3 separate regions of the Mus musculus genome follow, and regions 2 and 3 are each linked to region 1. A link is a contact called in public HiCAR-type and promoter capture Hi-C data. All regions are on one chromosome and are shown on one strand. Each heading gives the region's core, a stretch centred on a gene start, on an enhancer-like site or on the middle of the called end of the contact. The rest is flanking DNA. Distances are from core to core; before and after follow the strand shown.

What was found. HiCAR-type assays count read pairs that join an accessible place to other places. Capture Hi-C pulls out chosen DNA fragments and counts their contacts.
Region 2: a contact with region 1 is called in a promoter capture Hi-C map of pancreatic islet. The contact joins the promoter of Six1 here to the promoter of Rhoj in region 1. A contact is called at or near these places in 1 of 39 promoter capture datasets (hippocampal neurons) and 2 of 9 other capture datasets (embryonic tail and pancreatic islet).
Region 3: a HiCAR-type map of astrocytes shows a contact between it and region 1, with 6 times the contacts expected there. The contact joins the promoter of Trmt5 here to the promoter of Rhoj in region 1.

Annotation. Positions count from the first base shown.
Region 1 is chr12:75,305,942-75,310,037 of GRCm38.p6, forward strand. Rhoj (ras homolog family member J) reads left to right here and starts at 2,372. Exons shown (of 5, transcript NM_023275.2): 1 at 2,372-3,060. The coding sequence starts at 2,883.
Region 2 is chr12:73,044,450-73,048,545 of GRCm38.p6, forward strand. It overlaps Six1 (sine oculis-related homeobox 1), which reads right to left and starts at 2,263. Exons shown (of 2, transcript NM_009189.3): 1 at 1,418-2,263. The coding sequence starts at 1,977. Gm51264 (predicted gene, 51264) reads left to right here and starts at 1,436; the gene lies at 1,436-1,499.
Region 3 is chr12:73,284,401-73,288,496 of GRCm38.p6, forward strand. It overlaps Trmt5 (TRM5 tRNA methyltransferase 5), which reads right to left and starts at 2,311. Exons shown (of 5, transcript NM_029580.3): 1 at 2,284-2,311; 2 at 235-875. The coding sequence starts at 2,288. It overlaps Slc38a6 (solute carrier family 38, member 6), which reads left to right and starts at 2,448. Exons shown (of 16, transcript NM_001037717.3): 1 at 2,448-2,632; 2 at 3,993-4,096. The coding sequence starts at 2,525.

The DNA.
Region 1 (4,096 bases), core at 1,122-3,621:
CCAACATTCTCCAGAGCTATAAGCCATTTGCCTTCCATATGTCTTCCAGCCTGGCATAAGTACCACTCCACAGATGAAGAGACACAGAACTAGCTTCTTGAAGTGTCTTAAAGGTCGCAGTACAAAGTCCGCATGACCATAAGAATGGACTTAACTGTCTGTGCCCCATGGTGCAAGATTTAGTTACACATGGAAATAGCAACCTCACCAAAAGCCTCTATAGCCGATATCTATAGTGTGCAGGTGTAGGTTCTGCCACTCTCAGCCTAAAGGCCAAGGAAGACCCTGCTCACAGCTCTGCCAACCACTGTATCATCACATTGTGCTCGGAAGATCCTGTTCACTTCCAAGCAGCAGGTTTGGGGGTCTTTTAAGTTTGGGGGAGAAGGGATGTTTGCACTGCCAATCAATCACCTTTTAACCTGCACAGGTTTGTGTGACTACCTCCTTCATCCTCAAAGCCTTCTATCAAAAGTATAACAGAAGTTTCTAAATTACAATTCCCTGCATACCCTGCGGTCCCCAGAAAGACTAACTGGAAATAAAATTACACCAACTACAGGCAACTGTGGGGGCCTTCACGTGCTTCACAACGGGGCTTCATATGATCCATTTACACTCCAAGTAGAGTCAAATAAGTGATCTCTGTCTGTCATTCAAGCTGTTCATCAGTGTGTGGTACTTCCCTCCCAGCTCAGGGTAGGATGATGCTTCTGACCCTTCAGTTGAGCCCCTATAAGCGTGCAACTTGTTCTGGCCAGGGAATGTTAGCAGAGGGTCACTTCCTAAAGAAAACAGAGCCAGAGTTTCTCCATGTCCATTTCCTCACCTGCCATGGTGTGCATGACAGTTCAATCAGCCCCAACCCTGAATAAAAAGAACAATGCTGTATACAAGATACACAGGAGGGGGGGAGGGGGAGGGGGAGGAGAAAAAGGAGGGAGGAGAAAAGGGAAGAGGAAGAGGAAAAGGAGGTGGAGGAGAAGGAAACGGAGGGTGCAGAGGAGAAGGAGGGGAGGAGAAGGGGAGGAGAAAAAGGAGGAGGAAAGGAAGGAAGGAGGAAAAGAAGAGGGAAGAGGAAAAGGAGGAGGAAGAAGAAGAAAGAAAGAGAGAGAGAGAGAGAGAGAGAAAGAAAGAAAGAAAGAACGAAAGGAAGGAAGGAAGGAAGGAAGGAAGGAAGGAAGGAAGGAAGGAAGGAAGGAAGAAAGAGAAAGTTATTTCGAATTCTGAACTTTGGGGATTATTGTTATGGTAACATAACATCCCTGATACACTCTATACCTAATTGAAATGTTTTTCTTTCATAGGAAAGAAATGTTGGGGCACCAAGCATCATGGCAAGTTTTACTCTATTCAAAACAGAAGAGGTGTGGACTCTGTACCTTGACAGCATGCACATGAGTTGTAGGTACCTAAGTTACTGACAGTCACTAAAGCTGACTTTTCCCCGTCCCGGCCACAGTGAAACCGCTCAAAGCCCTTAGATAATCTGCAATCTTCAAAATCTCATAGGAAAGCAAAGGGTTTTTTTTACTTTAACCCATTCGTCAAAATCATTTGTAGGTTCACGTTGTCCATTATCAAATGGGGCTTCGTTCTCAGGCACCAAACTGGCTGCTATGCGCCTGTGTCATTGAGGAGAGCTGGGCCTACCCAGGGGGAGATGATTCGAAGAAAAGGAGAAGCCTCTATGCATACACAGCATTAGAGACTCTAACCAAGCCAAAAGGCCACACTATGTGCCTCTCTCTCTCACTTCCAAAAGTGTGAGTCCTGAGCTCAGCATATCTGATTGAGCCCAATATCTGATTGATTTCCTCTGTTTAAAAAAAAATCATTGGGGTTGTTTTGGGGAGTCTGAAATGTATATTTGAGCATTGTGCTCAAACACAGACTTGTAAACTTGGTCACTCATAATATACCTACAACCTGCACAACGTTCCCCCCTCTTCAAAATCGTGTGACTCTGGAAGATTTCCTTCCTTGTTGCGGAAAAGAATTGCTTGAGATTCTCGTTTAAGGGAAAAAAAAACTGTCGATTTGAACTGGTGAGTCAGGGAGGGAGGATGACGTCATATGTTAGCCTGCAATCCCTATGAGGTCCTCTCAGCTCCCTCAAGCTCTCAAACTCAGTCCTCTCCCTAGTTTCCGCGGCAGACACTGCTCCCCGGGTTCCATCCTTTCTTCTTTGGCTTCTTCCCAGCCACAAGCCAGCAGCCTGGCTAGCTAGCAGGGGATAAAGCAGGAAGTTTGACAGCTTAAGCTGGCTGCAGGACCCCTAGTGTTTTCCCCTCTCCGTGTCCTGGCCTGGTTCCCCAGAAGTCCAAACACACGCACAGAGCCCCATTGTTGCCGCCTTCCCCGGCCCACTGATCCTAATATGGAATGCAGCAGGAAACCCACGATTTCCTGACACTCGGCAAGCTGGAGGAAGCGAGGGGGGGGAAACTCCGTTTAAAAGCCCTTCTCTCCTCCATATTAGTTGTGTGGTGGAAAACCGGGCAGGAGTTATCCAAATCCCACCGTGTCATTAGCCAGGCTGGGGATGGGGAGGGTAGAGTGAGATTCTCACGGGCTGCTGATATTTCTAGACTGCCAGGAAGTCCCGGGAAGTCTATGGACATGAGAGTTTCTTAACTCCAGCTCTACCCCCAACTCCACTTCTCCGTTGGGATTGGGAGAAAGGGACAGACCCTTTTCATCCCTCCTCCCAAGAGTGCCTTCCTTCTCCAGCATGGTGAGCTGCGGGGCTCGAGTGTGTCTGGGCTGTGCCTGGGAGAGCCCGGCCAGCCAGAGTCAGGCCGCCTGAGCTCCAGCCTGGGGCCGGTGCCACCGCTCCATGCACTGCAGAAGCCCCAGCAGCTGCTGCGGGAGCCGCCAACATGAGCTGCAGAGAGAGGACCGACAGCAGCTGCGGCTGCAATGGACATGAGGAGAACAGGATCCTGAAGTGCGTGGTGGTCGGGGACGGCGCGGTGGGGAAGACCTGCTTGCTGATGAGCTACGCCAACGACGCCTTCCCAGAGGAATACGTGCCCACTGTGTTTGACCACTACGCAGGTAGGAAAGCGTGGGGACCAACTCCGTCTAGATGAGCGGTGGGGTTCTGGGCACAGCTACCTAGCGTTCAGAGGGACCTGGCTTTCGCCAGAAAGTCACAGACTGATGTGGATCTGGCAGGTACCAGGTAACTCCATCAAGAATGGTGCTAGGATCCTGCGGAGACCCTGTACATCCATTCACATGCTTCTCCTATTGAAACAAATGTGCAATCCTGGGGAAATATCCTCCAGAAATGTTTCTCAACATTTTTGCCTAAACTTTCTTCAACTTTTCACGGTAATTATTTTTTTTTGAAGTGTAGTGTATTGCAAAATATTCCATTTTAAAAAAATCACCGCTAGACACATGGAAAGTGTTCTACTCTCTAAACTTTTTCTACTCCATGCTAGTCATGATCAAACGGCTAATAGAACCAGCTAATAAAACCTTCTTTTTTTTTTTTCCTGGATTACTTGGGGCTTAAATTTTGTACTTTCACTCTTCTGGGATGGTAGATAAGGAGAAAAGTGTCCCACGCTTTTAAATACTAAGTGGAAAATTAAGTAAAAGATGGCTATGTTTTTTAAAGTAAAAAATTCAAATGCAATTAAATCGTTTTCAACTATGTCCTGAAAAGACAAATTTGAGTATCTAGTATTTTAAACCGTGATCACCCCGATGCTGTAGTCACAACTTAATCCTTTCAGGGGAGTTTTAGTGTTTGAGGGTTTGAAGGTTTGTGGTGATGTCAGTCAGCATCATGCCTTGTTTCTTGACATAGCTGCCACCCCTAAGCTTCCCCTATGTGAACTGACCCGTTGCCTTGGACTTACTGTGGCCTCAGTTTTATAGTGCTTTTGAACACTTCGATCGATTGCCCTTGAGTTATCAGAGCTCTGGGGTCTGGTGGAAGGGAAATGTCTCTCTCTTCACCTTGGCTTGGGATCAGGATCAGCCTAAAGGAAGCCCTCACAGGAAGTCAGCCTGGAGCTCTGCTGTGTGGCCATTTGAAATCCTCCCTCCATAGGAAGCAGACGCTTGTCATCCTCTCTGG
Region 2 (4,096 bases), core at 1,013-3,512, 2.3 Mb before region 1:
CGGGAGTGGGCCCTCGCTTGGCTTGGGGACCGGCCGTTTTGTAAACTAAAGGGTAGCTGGAGCCGAGCAATCCCTGTTTCGTTACTCCTAGTTCATTCCCCAGCCCCTCCTGCTCTCCTCTCTGAGCTGCTCGCCCACAATCCAGAGCCTCCCACCCTTTCTCAGCCGGGCAAACTTCGCTGCCCCGCCCCGGCTGGGCGCCGGCCGACCCCGCACAACGGAGTGTCAGTCCGTCCCCGCACCGGGTCCCCGGGTCCCCGGGTCCCACTCAACTTCAGGACTGCTCGCTCTTCCTCCTTTCCAGCGCCGGCGGCCACCCGGAGCCTAGCGCTCGCCCGCCTGCACACTCCCTTCCCAGCACCGTCTTTCTCTTCCGGAGAGCCCCTTTCCCCGGAATTTAGGCAGGCTCTGTGGTTTCCCCACCCAGGGGGAATCCTGGAAGCCAGATCTTCGGCCCCCAGGCTGACAGTGAACAAAGGCGAGCACAGCGGGGCTCTGTGCCCAGCTCCCCAACTTTTCCGCCCCGCGCTCCTCCGAACCTCGGCCAGAAGCTCCGCTACGAACCTCCCGGGCCGAGGAACCGCCGCGTCTGCGAGAGGAGAGGAGGGGAGAAGGGAGACTTTTCCCCTTTCTTTCTTTTTCTTTCTTTCTTTTCTTTTCTTTTTTTAAAGCTTTGCTTCCGTGCTCCCGGGAGGGGGAAGCCAGCGACTGGAGCCCTTCTCCTCGCCCGCAGCGGCGGCGGCGGGGCCAGCGAAAGCAACCCGGCCAAGCATGAGGGAGCGCGGCAGGCGGCAGTCTTCTCCCGGCTTGGGGCCTCTGATAGGACACCCAGCAGCGACACCCCCAGTGTCCCCTTTCCAGGGTATTTCTTTTTACAAGACTCCTCCCTTTGTCCAACTAGCGCGAAATGAAGCAGAACTCTCCTCCATAGACTAGCCGGAGAGAATGAGCAGAGAGCCGGGAGGTACTGGGGGCCGAGCGTTCGACTCAGACCAGCTTCAAGACGGAGCGAAAGAGCGGAGGTTCGAGACCTTCCGCCGTACCGAACAGCTTCCCTCGCGATACCAAGCAATACCCCCGTTTCCTCTGATCTACAAACTCCCTGGCCATCCCTTCTCTTCGCCGGAGCCAGCCCGGAGGGCATGAAACAAACCCAACGCCGACCGTTCCCCACACTTTCCCTCACCAAAGAAACCCACGCGCGAGTGCTCCACGCAAACGCGACCCAGTCCCTAACAGGCAACCTCAAGAGTTCATGAACCTTCACAGCAGCGTCGCCGAGGCCGGGGTGCCGCCCCACGGACCTCTGCCGGGTGGCGGCGGGTAGGAAGCTGGTGGCGACGCCTGCGGGGGGCAGAAGGGAGCGAAGGGTGAAACTTCCCGGGGTCACCCGAGCCTGGGCAAGCACGCCGCGTACCTTTCCTTGGCCTCGGCGGCCCGGTCTCTTTGCCTCCGGTTCTTAAACCAGTTGCTGACCTGGGTGGTGGTGAGGCCGGTGGCCTCGGCCAGCTCCCGTTTCTCCCTCGGTGAGGGGTAGGGGTTGTGCGCGTACCACTCCCGCAGCACGCCCCGAGACTTCTCCTTAAAGCAGTAGCTGGTCTCCTCGCCGTCCCAGATGGTCCGCGGCAACGGGAATTTTCGGCGCACCCGATATTTGCCCACGGCACCCAGGGGTCGGCCGCGAAGTTTCTCGGCCTCCACGTAGTGCGCTTTCAGCCACAGCTGCTGCAGTTTGGGGTGATTGTGAGGCGAGAACTGGTGGCTCTCCAGTATCTTGTAGAGCTCGCGGAAGTTGCCGCGGTGGAAGGCGACCACCGCCTTGGCCTTGAGCACGCTCTCGTTCTTGTGCAGGTGATCGCAGGCGGGCAACGACCACAAGAACCTGCCCAGGCGTTCCAGGTTCCCTCCTTGCTGCAGAACTTCGCACACGCACGCCACTTGCTCTTGCGTAAAACCAAACGACGGCAGCATCGACATGGCTGGCGCTGCCGGGGCGCACGGGCCCGGGCGCACGCGGCAGTGAGCAGAGCTGGGAGAGCAGGGGGCGGCTGCCGCGGGGAGGGGGGCGCGGCTGCTCCTAACCCCCTCCCTAGCCTTGGCGCGGGCGAAGAGACCAGTCGAACCTCGGCGGGTGGGAGGCCAAGGAAGACGAAGAGAAGTAGGGGTGAGCTAGACTCCGAGTGGCTGGCGTTCTCTACAGCCTTCTGGGCCTCGCTGGCTCCCGCCTGCCGCCGGGTGGATGCTGCTGGTTGCCGGGGAACTTGGTTTCTGTTCTCCCCGCAGCGGCCTTAAAGCGCGCAGCGTCCCCGACACGCTGATTGGCTGCGAGCGGCGCCTATCCGAAGCTGGCCAGCCTGCGCGCCGCCCGGCCCGGCAGCAAAGCCGCGCCACCCTGCCGCCCCGCGTGGGGAGGGCGAAGCTACCGAGTGCTGCCTAGGATAAGAAGTGGTGGGAGGAGAAGGACCCGGAGAGGTGGGAAGTGAGGTGGGGTCGGGAGGAGGGAACTGGGGTGCTGAAAAGGGTGGTGACCAAGTCAGGACCTTGCGAAGCGGCGCCCTCTTTGGTGTCACCTAAGGGGAGCCTCACGCAGCACAAATCAATGGCTGCAGACGTTCTAATGACCCTCTTCTCCATATTCTTAGCCCTGTCTCTTGCAGTCTTGGCTTTTCCCGGTGAGCTCATATTTAATTACCTTAATGTTAAGATGAATAAATAATGGATTGATGAATAGCTTATGGAATGAGATAAATAATACAAAAGGAGACTAGGGTTCTGTGCTGCAAGCACTCTGAAAGTGGCTTCTTCCAGGTTTGGTTCCTGGAGGTGAAGACAAACCTAGCCCCCCACCCCCACCCCCACCCCCACCCCCCAACTCCTACACCCTTTCTCTTCCTAACTCCTAACACCTCCTAAAGGTCTCAAGGACTCTGATCTGGGCAACATTCCCCTCATTCTCAAAGTGCCTCTAGAAGAGGGATCAGAAGGGTTGACCCTGGCACTGTAGCATAGAGACACCAGGGCTTCATCTGCAATTTAGAATCTTGCTGTCCATAGACTTCTGGACTCAGTTTCCCCAGTTGTACGGTTGCGTTTTTTCAAAGCAACCCCTGCTACCGATGGATGCTGAAAAGCTTTACTTGCCATTAGCAAAAAAAAAAAAAAAAATTGGGGAACCTCATGCAAAAGGCGCTGAATGGGGTGTAAATTAAATAAAACTGCGCCCAGCTCCAATAACTGTCTGGTTGTAACATAATCCTTGCCCTGCTCTGAGAGGGACACTGCCCTCTAAGCTAGAACCACAGTGGCTCCAAGAAGATTAAATAAAGTGTGTGTGTGTGTGTGTGTGTGTGTGTGTGTGTGTGTGTTTGCAATGCTGGCCTATTTTACTGCCAGCCAATGAGATGTGTCCTGCAATTTAAGTTCCATCATCTGCTATTTTGTTTCTGTGGGGAGAATGCTTAGTAAAACTGCACAGACAAATGAAGCTGTAATTAACTTAAGCCTCATTTGCACACCTTGTTCCAAAGCAATTATTAAAAAGATTTCAAAAACAATTAGCCTCTCTAAACAAAGATAATCTATTGTCAGTGGCTAAGTCAAGCAAGAGATAAGAACAATGGGTGGAGATAAGGGAAGGTGGAGGGAGAGTGACTTTATGACTATACTTATCTCTGATTAGATAAGTTGAAAACAGAATTTTAAGTACACTTCAAAAATGCTTTTGATTCCGGTGTGCCCTCTTAGGGAGTGGCAGGGAGCAAACACTGGGCTCTTCAAACTAGCTTGTCTCCTTGCCGTGGTTTGATTCCATCAGCCAAAGAACTCTTTGCATTTTGAGATCCAAGTGAGAGAAGGGATTCCCTTTGTATTATTTAGATGTTTTTTTAAAAAATGCACCCAGTTCAGTGCACCCTGCTACATGCCTTTCAACATCATAAAGGGTTCCCACCTCAGGGCTGTTTCCCTGGAGAGATTGTAAGTAGCCAGAAAACCTCTTCTCTGATGAGCTCCCACACAAGGCTTTCTGCTTCCTTGAAACTCCGTCTACCCTGAGCAATTAAACCTTGGAAGCAGATGCTGATATGTCATTACATTT
Region 3 (4,096 bases), core at 1,061-3,560, 2.0 Mb before region 1:
TGTGTAGGCCCAAAAGTCTCTGCCAACACTATGACTACAAAGAAGATATTCCAAAATGTTTTTCAAAAAGGGGGAAGGTGCTTCTGATTTGGTTTCAAATAAAAACTAAACTACCCTGCTTTTTTTTTTTTTACCCTGTTTCTTTAAGTTAGCATTTTGAAATAAAAAAATTAAGCACTAAAACTAGAATGTCACTTTTTTTCTAGAGTATGAATCTGACTGTAATCCACCTACCAATTAAATGCTTGAAGGGCAGCTGGTGATCTCGGAGATTCAGGTGTGCAATATGCCCAACCCTGCTGAATCCAGAGGTTACATCTTGACCTTCAGGAAGCACAGCTTTCAAAATTTCTTCTGACTTAAAATTTTCATATGTTAGTTCCAAGTTGTACTGGGATAACTGTGGGCTGACATCAAGTTCTTTTAAAACTCCGAGTTCTGCTTTGTCAAAGGAATCAGCAGTAAGCATCCTGTAGGGGTCCAACATGATCAGCCTACTGTCTTCATCCTTGGGATCCTCAATCACTCGCTTTATGCCCGGGCGCTGCAGGGCTACTCTCCTGAGGGCTCGCATCAATCTGTTGACTACTTCTTTCCTCGCTTTAAGCACAGGGATGGACACTGTCTTCTTAAAAGCTGTTCTATCAAGTTCTCTCATTCCTCGAACGTCAGAGGGTGGTGAAAATAATTCACTATCTCTCACACTTGCTTCTATTTCTGGCATGGTTGAGAGTCCTTGTCTTTGACCCAACAAGAAAACAGAAGGCGCTTTCCTAAGTCTCGGCACCAGGGTAAACAACAATATTGATTCACTGGGGTGACACCATTCCACTTGCAAAAGTCTTCTTGAGAATCCAAATAGCTTCCATACGATTCTGGGGAAAATAACAAAACAAAACACCAAACACCATCAAGCTACATGTGAACACATTCACAATGGCTTTTGAGGATGAAAATATAAATTATCTTTCAAGTCACCTGCCAAGTGCTGACAAAAGGTTTGGATGGCAAGGGAGGGCAGTCTCTCTTGCAGGTTAGAATGATCACTGTCCCTGGTAAATAATACATTTGCATTTTCAGTCTATTTGCCCCTATAACAGAAAAATTAGTGGTCTAGCAATCTCCCTATACCCAAAGAACTCTGCTCACAAATTTCGACAGAATACACATAGAATAGGAAGTATGAAATTTGAGTTAAGGGTCATCTCTAAATGAAATGATCACTATATGTGATGCCACCAATGGTAATACTTACTGGGATATTCTTAGGAGATCTTATTTTATTTATTCAACGGGCTGTTGTATCAGAAGCTGTGTTATGAAGTTTGTAAGCTAAGGGGTAAGTTAATCACCCAAAGTTATGTGGCTGCTAAGTGGCTTGGCAAGGCTTAAACGTTCATTAAGGTCTTAAAATGTAGCTCACTGGTAGAAAGCTTGCCTAGCACGCATGAGGTCCTGGGGTCATCCCTAACAGCACATAATATCAGGCATGGTGGTGCCTACCTGTAATCTCAGCATGAGGAAATAGGAGGATTAAAAGTTCAAGGCCAGCCTGGGATGCATTTGAGACCAGACCTCAAAAACAAACAAACAAACAAACAAACAAAAAAAAAAACAAAAGCTTGGTTAAAAATGACCTGAAAGCTGGGGATACAGTTTAGCTAGAAGTGTACCTAGCAAGCACAAGCAAATTCATGGGCTTTCAGCACTACATAGCCTGGGCACAGTGGTGCAGGCACTCAGAAAGCAGATCAGAAATTAAAGTCATCCTCCAGGTTGGTCTGGATACATGAGATTTGTCCCTTCCCATATGACCTTAGTATACTGTTAGGATGTCTATCATAGTGTACTGCCATATGCCATGCCTATAACTAAAAGCTTCAGTATTTTGACAAGGCTTTACTGTGTTGTTTGAAGTAAATGTAGGCGTCCGTTTTCCATCTGTAATATGTGGTTTAAACTATGAAAAGATTTTTGTGGTAATGGGAACCTAATCCCGGCACTTCTCATGCTATCCAATCCTACCACTGGGTGCATCAGCCCTCACCATGCATTTGACCAGCCCCCTACCCAAGGGCTCCGGCCTCGGCTTAGCGGCCGGTGGACAAGGAGATGAATGACCTGGTGGCCTTTTTGCGCTCATTGGGCAAGAAAGAAGAGCACGAGTCCCGCCGCGGTACCGTCAGGTTTTCTACATCACCCGGGACACTACTGCCCCCTCACCAGCTGCACCTTTCCAGGGCCAGCGTCACCCGAGGCCGGCTTCAGACCCGAACCCCTCACCTCATGCTCTGGTGCAGCTCGGAAATAGGGCGTCGGAGGCTGGTGACGTCATCACTGCTGGCCGCGAAGGCAGCGTAGAGTCCGACCCTGTGGACTCGCACCTCTCTTCCGGGCCCGCGATTTGCTACGAGAGCCCGGAAGGGCCAAGCCCGTAGCTCCGCCTCTGAAGCCGCTCAGCCGGGGCGCTTGGGGTTAGGGGAAGCGGCTCCGTGATTTACTTAGCAGTCGGTCGCGGAGCACCATGCAGGCGTCCCGGCACAGCATCCAAGCGGAGCCAGGCTGGTACGTCTCTGCCCAGCAGCCAGAGGAGGCGGTGGCTGCAGACGAGTGGAGTCCGTTGCTAAGCAACGTAAGTGGGCTTTACTGGCTGCGCTGGGTTCCTGTGCGCTTCGGTATCTTTCAGGGCTTGCAAGAGGAGCCTTGGACTGCAGGGGACTGACCCTGGGGTGGGGCCCGAACCACTGACCCCAGGCGAGTTTGGAATGTGGCAGCAGCATGGAGCACTCAGTCAATAGTGAGAGGCTTGGAACACCAGCGGGATGAGCCTCGGTTTTGTGACTCACCATTGCTTTGTGTCATTGTCGCCTCTGTCTCCTCTAGCCTTGTGAGGTCTTGCAAGAACATCACACGATGTTTCTTTTCTGGATTTAATCATGGGGCCAAGGGAAAGATGAGCTATAGGCACTTTAATACTCAAGTCCCTGTAAGTGAAGATGAGGAGAGGTCTCTGGTAATGTGCACATTGCTCGTCCTTAACCTAAAGCCGGTGTAGTGGGCTGTGTGTGCCCGGGGGCCCCGGAGCCTCTTCGGTCTTGAATGTCCAGCCTAGGAGGGCCTTGGGCATGCTAGAAAAACTCCCTAACTCAGAGCTGCTTTCCAGTCCTGCCACTCCACTTTTTATGAATCCCTGGACTGTAACAGCTGATGGTTTGGTTTATGTTGTCCCTGTAAGATATTCCTGCTAATCGACTTAATTCATTAGGCATATAAACAAAAGGTTAGTTTATTGCGGTCCTCGTACTTGAGGAAGAAGAGTTAGGGACAGAAGTTCCATGCTGACACTGGGATTCTTCAGGAAGCACGTGACTGAGGCCCGTTCCTCCTCTGTCTCCACCCTATCTTGATCTCTTGAAGTCACAAGGCTGTGGCTCCCACTGAAGCCAGCTGGGCCCTGCATGGGAGGAAGTAATTTTCCTGGAAGACTCGTTTCCTTGAGTTGCACCAATAGGTCAGAACGGAGGGAAAGGAACAAGTGTTATGTCCAAATGTGCTTTTCCTTGGGGTAATAACTCCTATGACGGAAAGCAACTTGGGAAGGGAAGGGCTTATTTCATCTTACAGCTACAGTCCGTCTTGAAGGAAAGTCAGGGCAGGAATCTGGAGGCAGAAACTGAAACGGGAGACCCGGAGGAAATATTGACTTGCCCCTACTGGCTTGCTCAGTTTGCTCTCCTTCATCCCCAGGAAGGCCTGCCTGCTCAGGGATGCCCCCACCTAAAACAGGCCGTGTCTTGGCCAGTCTCTTTAGGGCATTCTCCCAATTGAGATCCCCTCTTCTCCAATGAGACTAGCCTGTGTTACATGGGCGAAAGAACTAGCCACGTCCTGGTTAATTAGTGTTCACACGATTCCTCAAGTGTGTAGAATGGCTCAGCACACTTTAACTTCCTTCCTCAGGCATTTAATGTGGGTAAATGGTGTGTTTCCAGGAACCTCACAGGCAGGGATCCTCCGGTGCTTCCTTTGGTCTCTCCGTCTTTAACGTGATGAACGCCATCATGGGAAGCGGCATCCTTGGTTTGGCGTATGTGAT